2 separate regions of the Mus musculus genome follow, and region 2 is linked to region 1. Evidence: chromatin contacts called from public promoter capture Hi-C data. All regions are on one chromosome and are shown on one strand. Each heading gives the region's core, a stretch centred on a gene start, on an enhancer-like site or on the middle of the called end of the contact. The rest is flanking DNA. Distances are from core to core; before and after follow the strand shown.

What was found. Promoter capture Hi-C pulls out the DNA fragments that hold promoters and counts their contacts.
Region 2: a promoter capture Hi-C map of liver shows a contact between it and region 1, with 2.6 times the contacts expected there. The contact joins the promoter of Dhx8 here to the promoter of Nkiras2 in region 1. A contact is called at or near these places in 2 of 39 promoter capture datasets (erythroid cells and liver), 2 of 484 Hi-C or Micro-C datasets (neutrophils and uterus) and 1 of 9 other capture datasets (liver).

The regions. Positions count from the first base shown.
Region 1 is chr11:100,621,600-100,625,186 of GRCm38.p6, reverse strand. Nkiras2 (NFKB inhibitor interacting Ras-like protein 2) reads right to left here and starts at 2,232. Exons shown (of 4, transcript NM_028024.2): 1 at 2,179-2,232; 2 at 888-995; 3 at 3-244. The coding sequence starts at 981.
Region 2 is chr11:101,731,418-101,734,633 of GRCm38.p6, reverse strand. It overlaps Dhx8 (DEAH (Asp-Glu-Ala-His) box polypeptide 8), which reads right to left and starts at 1,678. Exons shown (of 23, transcript NM_144831.2): 1 at 1,446-1,678; 2 at 393-478. The coding sequence starts at 1,593.

The sequences.
Region 1 (3,587 bases), core at 983-3,482:
ACCTCCTTCTTGTCCTTGGACTTGTCGATCTCCTTCTTGAGCAGCTCGACGCGCTGGAACGACTCTCGGCTGTCTGTGCTGTAGACCAGGACGTAGCCATCGGTGCAGGAGAAGCAGTGCTTGGGCAGCTCGGCCCCATCCCGGAGACCCCGTGTATCATAGAAACGCACCTGCTCCCGCACCCCTCGGTCTGTCTCGATGGAGCCTACATAGATGTCCTCCTGGGTCTCGATCATCTCAGAACCTGGGTTAAAATGAGTCAAGAGAGATGGGAGATGGGAGCAAGGTAGATAGCCTAACAAGCCGACCAGACACAGGGCATAAGGAATATGGGGGCTCGGGAGAGACCAGACTTGAGAGTGAGACCGAGTGTCATGTCTTTATCACACCAAGCAAAAGGGCAACACAGAACTGGGTGTGGAGACACACACCTTGAATTGAAGCTCTTGGAGGAGGGGAGGCAGGGGCAGAGACAGGTTGATCTGTGAGAGTTCCTGGCCAACCTGGGCCGTACAGTGAGGCCCTCTCAAAGACGATAACAACAAGGCGGGCAGTAATAGAAGCAGACACCCTACATCCACCTCTGGCCAAGTGCTGTGGGGTGGGAATGGGCTTCTTCCTATCTTGGCTTTGGGTTTCTTCCTTCTAGATTTGTACAATGTCATAGAACTTGGGTGGTACAATGTTTTATTTTCCCCCTCCATTGTGGGGTTCAAACCCAAGGACTAGTACATGTTAGACCAGGGCTCTGACAGTCAGCCCTGCCTCCAGCCCTAATTGGGAGGGTGTGAAAGCAGCTGGTGTCCTTTTTAGCTTTTGGATTCAGGATGTGACCAGATCCTTCACTCAAGGTCTTCTGCCAGTCTCCCGGGCCCAGCAACACTCACCCACGACATGGTTCCCGTACAGAAGCTGCTCAAGGATTGAAGTTTTGCCCACAGATGCCTGGCCGCACACGACCACCTTGCAGCTCTTCCCCATGCTTAGCTTTCAACCTAAAAGGACAGAAGCCGTGTGGTGAGGGAAGACAGAATCCAAACAGCAGGCCAGGGAGCATCAGGGAGTTAGCACCACCCTGATGTTTACCGAACTACTGAGCAGTGAGCTGTAATTAACCTCCTTATCCCATGAGTGGCCAGGATTTGGCACACAGCCAGGGTGGGGTTAATGGCACCACAAAGGGAGGGGCTTAGAGAGTGGGGTGACAAAAACAGCTGGCCGGGTTTGTTCCTGTGCACAAGATAGGGCACCAAATACTGAAGGAAGTTCCACAAATACTCCTGTTCTTTTTGTTTGATTTTGGGGGGAGGGGGTTGTTTTGAGACAGGGTCTCATGTACCCCAAGCTGGCTCCCAGCTGATGAAATAGTTGAGGCATATGCACACCAGGCTGTTTTCTCCTTTTAACCATGACTTCCGTGAAGAAAGAAGCAGGGATTTTAGATTCTTCTTGACATCTTTTCCTCAGGGAGAGTGTGCAAATATGGAGAAAAACTTTCTTTCTTTCTTTCGGGGGGGGGGGGGCGGGGTTTCTCTGTATAGCCCTGGCTGTCCTGGAACTCACTTTGTAGACCAGGCTGGCCTCGAACTCAGAAATCTGACTGTCTCTGCCTCCTAAGTACTGGGATTAAAGGCGTGCAACCACCACTGCCCGGCATAACTTGCTTTCTTGAATGACTAATTTGGATGGCAATAAATTCCATTTAACCATTCCCAGTTGAATCCACCGGTAAAATAAAGATCTGACAAGAAACAGAATAAAGAGAAAAGTGCTTCCGAAAGATGGCTTTTACATCCCTTGAACTGACAGGCACAGAGAAAGCTCAGATTTATAAACTCTCTTGAGACTGCAGAGAGAGGTCCTTCTAAAGGGAAACTTCCTGACACAGGCACCCGGGGAGCGCCAGTAATCGCCCCTTCCTCCTCCCCCCAGAAAGCAGAGATCCAGAGGTAAGCCTCAAAGGGGTCCCAAGCAGAAACCTCTCCAGGAGAGTTTCCTGTCGCTCATCTCCACCCCGTGGTGTGAGCCTTTTAGTAAGCGACACTCGAGAGGCTGCCAGAGGCCGCCGCCACAGAGTACCCCTGAAGGGCACCCCTCAGAATCTCAGAGGCAATCACAGGACAACCAAAGTGAATCCGAGACAGAGGCCGCGCTGAGCCCTGCCTCCCAGCTCCATACCTCCCGGGTCCCCGCAGCACTCCCGCTGAGGTGCCCCCCGGAGTGGGCCGGACCATGGGAGGGGCAGCTCGACCGTAAAGACGGCCCTCTTCCTCTGGGTGGAAGGACTGACCCAGAGGTCCCGCCCCGCAACGGCCAGCCTTCAAGACAACTTCCGGCGGCGTAAAGTGAGCGCGGATCGCACAGCGCCCCCAGAGGCCGGCGGGGAAATACCCACCAGAACTTGTGTCTGGTTATTAAGCCGATGTTCCAGGCTCTGACACTAAAATGTTCTCTCTCTAAAAGACAGTGACCAGTGACGTTTCGTTCTATCATCTATGCGACAAGTTTTCTTTTTCTTTTCTTGGCTATGCTATGCTATGAATGGAACCCAGGATCGTGCACATACTAGGCAAATGCTCTTTGAGCCTCAATTTTTTTCTTTTGATTTTCAAGACAGGGTTCCTCTGTGTAGCTTTGGCTGGCCTTGAAATCACTCTGTAGACCATGATGGCTTTGAACTCACAGAGATCCACCTGCCTCTGCCTCCCGAGCGCTGAGATTAAAGGCACATGCCACCACGCTCAACTAACCATGCAATTTTTTTGAACTTAGAATGGAGGCTCACATTTGAATCCCAGCACTTGGGAGGGTGAAGTAGGGAGATTTTCTGAAGACAACATAGTCTATACAGAGACCCTGTCTCAAAAACAAACAGACAAAGAAACCAAACACCCCAGCACCTACTTTGTCTTGTTTGTGCCTTAAGTAGGGCCATATACAAAGGAAAAGCTACAAGTTAGAATGATTGAACCATAAATTCATTGTCTAGAATAATTAGCCAGCCAAAGTAACAATTAAAACCAACCATGATGAATGCTGTTATTGAAGTGGGGTGCTATGGGCATGGCAGAGGGGCATTTAACTTAGAGGTGACAGGTACCAAAGAGGAGGGAGGAAAGGGGGGTGTCTGTGTTCATGTTTGAAGGGCCGAATAGCACAGAGATTTCTGAAGCAGAGGAAATACAAGAACCATGACATTTCTTGTATCAGTCTGGGTTCTCTAGAGTCACACAACTTATGGAATGTCTCTATAAATTAAGGTGATTTACTGTAATTACTTACAGTCTGTATTCTAACTAACCCAATAGTGGGCAGCTGTGAATGAGAAGTTCAAGAATCTAGTAGTTCTCTCAGTCCCACGAGGCTCGTTGTTTCAGCTGGTCTTCTGCCTAAGCTGGAATCCTGAAGTAGTAGGTTCCAACAGATGTGCTGGCAAGTAAGTGCAAGCAAGCAAAGAAGAGTGAATCGCTCTTCTTCCAACGTCCTTATGAAGGCCTCTAGCAGAAGGTGTGTCCCAGATTAAAGGTGTGTGCCACCAGGTCTGGATCTGGAACTTGCTTTGTTGCAGGCTGACCTTACACTGAGAT
Region 2 (3,216 bases), core at 429-2,928, 1.1 Mb before region 1:
CCATCTGTAATGGGATCTGATGCCCTCTTATGGTGAGTGTCTGAAGACAGCTACAGTGTACTCACATAAATAAGATAAATAAATCTTTAAAAAATGTAAGTGAAGAAAATATCTAATAAAAAATTAAAAACAAACAAACCAACAACAACAACAAAAGAATGTCAGCATCCTCAGACTTACTGCCGGAAGTCCTGCGGCATTCTCCTAGGACAGTGGGGAAGGAATCTGGCTCCCTGGCCAGCAACGCAACTTTACACATTTGATGGCTTATTTACTTGATATGCACAAATCGCTCCTTCCTACTTAAAAATCCTTTAGTGCGATCAAAATTTAAATTCAGTAGCAACACCAAAGAAACAAAAAGGAAACAAAGAATCTTCAGATATACATACTGTGAATTCTGCACCATTTTTGACCAGAGAAGCCTTAAAAGTATCAAAGGTAGTATTTTTCTCAGCAAGACTGATGACAAATTCAGCTGTTAAAAAAAAAAAAAGGAATTATAAATGGACTCAGATAATAATTAAATTATAAAAGAACTCAGGAATCCGCCTGCCTCTGCCTCTCAAGTGCTGGGATTAAAGGCGTGCGCCACCACTGCCCGGCTTTGTCGTCGTTTTTTGTGACGGGTCATACCCTGATACATACCATGCCCAAGCTACCCTCAGATTATCTACGTGTGACTTTGGAATTACTAATCATTCTGCCCTCACATCCCAAGCCTGAGATCCTAGGCGCCTGCCTGGCTGTCATTTACTTTTGAGGACATTCTGAAAAAGCCCAACACCACCCAACCCTGTACCTATCAAACGGAAGTGTTCCCCTCATGCTTCTAATTCACATACTCGGCCTCTCATTTTCACAAGGGCTCCGGCTATGCATATAATTACGATCTGGGCCCCGAGCCTTTCTTATTTTCTCTCTGGGTCCCCTAGTCACAGTTTGCCCTTAAACATCTAATGACTAGTATGTGAGAGATAAGAAGATGTAACTAATTTAAGAGCACGGCTCAAAGCACAAGCTCGAAGTAGATGCTGACTACTGCCTGACTGTGCGAAGACCAAACAAGATAATGTAGATGAAGAGCTACCCATAATATCTTGTGAGCTTCTAAAAATTACTGGCCGTAATTACAACCATCATCTTCGCGGGGGCTGCTGCTGCTGCTATTGTTAAAGCTATTTCGCCCCCCAGAACTGAAAAACAACAATCGAGCAGAAATTGCTGCCCCAGCCTTCACCGGCAGCTCACAGAAATGGTTTCTAATAGCTCGGACCGGATGGTTCTCAAGCAGAGGCCACCGCCACAGGTTCCCGGAGCCCAAGTCACGATGACACACACACAGACACAGACAGACAGACACACACACACACACCATCAACCGCTTCTCTCCTGCCTCCCTCACCCCCAAAATCAAAAGCCATCGGGACCTTCCTCCAGCTCACCCAGATCCTTGTCGTTGATGCCCAAGTGATTGTCCAGCTCCGTGCAAACCTTCGACACCAAAGACAGGTACTCAAGTTTAGCGAGTTCTTCCGCCGGGCCGGGCTCCGAGCCCATTAGGACCCCGGCGGCGGCCACGGCTACAGCCATGGCTACAACTTCCCTTTGGTCTCCTTCCGGCCGGCCAGAACGCGAAGCCACAGCTTCCACTTCCGGGTCGGCGCTCGTCTCTTTTGTTTACAGGGACGTCAAGTAAAGTTAACCGTCTTTGTAAGGATCAGCGAGATCTGGCAGGAAGTTCCCACAGACGGGCCAGACGCACTGAGTTACGCTGTTCGTTCAGTGGCGGCCTCTAGCGGGGGGGAAGACTCCACCCGCCTTTAGGTTTTTTTAAGGATCAATCTCAGCGCGCCTCTGTGATCCGTCAGCAGAGGGCGACCGTGGCCTGCGCGACTGAACAGCGCCTCGGAAAAGCAAGTTGGCTTGTCCTTGATCAGCTCAGTTCCTGACCTCATGGCAAGTGATCTCAAGTGACCTTACACCAGCAGACGCTAGATTCTGGCTGCTTATCTGTAAACTCGGATAATACGGTCTAAATGAAATAGATATGCAAAGTGGCTGAGCCACAGTAGGCACACTGAAAATATTAGTTGCTGTTATAACCCCCCCAAACTGCGAGTGGTCCAGCAAAGCTTATCTCAAGCATTCCTGTTGCCAAAACCCTCAGTCCTCTTAAAATCTGCTTCTCTAAATGTCAGCTGTGTTGTGAACCTGAGGTCATAAATTCAGGTGTCCCAACTTTTACTTTTCCCTTTGGCAGAACCTTGCAATGAAGATGAAGGGTTTCCCATGTCTTAGTATTCTGTGTAAAAAACAAGAAAATACTTCCTCTAAGGTGAGTAGCCCTCCCATCAGTCAAAAGACAGAAAATGAGCCCCCTCTGCTACTGTTGGCTGACTCTGTTGCACTACTGTGTCTTTGAATTATTGGGAACACTTCAGTGATAACGAGTTGCAGGGAAGCTGGGCAGGCTGGTGCTCTCCTTTAATTGAAGCACTCGGAGGGCAGAAACAAGCTGTTCTCTGAGACTGAAGTCAGCCAAAGTTACACAGTGAGAACCTCTCTCAAAATTGCAGGCAAAGGACTATCACAGTAGTTCCGTGTTTCCAGGTTCCCAAGGATTTAGTACATTGCCATCTGAGTTCCTGATGCCCTTCCCTTCCTTATAACTTACTTGTTTTTATTTCCTATACATGGTTTTGCCTGCATTCATGTCTGTGTAAGGATGTCAGATCCCCTGGAACTGGAGTAACAGATAGTTGTGAGCTTCGGTGTGAGTGCTGGAAATTGAACCCAGATCCTCTGGAAGAGTGACCAGTGCTCAGAACCATGAGCCATTTCTCCAGGACTCACTCCTTCCTTCCTTCCTTCCTTCCTTCCTTCCTTCCTTCCTTCCTTCCTTCCTTTCTCCGTGAACAGAATGAGAAAGTCTGCCCTTGATGCTGCTTGCTTATCTGCCAGTATGGAGTTAGGTTTCAGGAGTTAATTCCACTTGACCCTTCTTTCTCTACATCTCCTTGCTACTAAAACTTCATATTTCTATCCAGCTGCACTTTTAACACTTAACAAGAAGAAAGGACAAAGAGATTGGGAGCTGTTTTTTAAAGCTCTATCAGAAAAGACTCTAAATTGGACATGGCTGCACTCGATTTTAATCCCAGTACTTGGGAGCTAGAGGCAGGCAGATCTCTGTGAGTCCTAGGCTAACCTGGT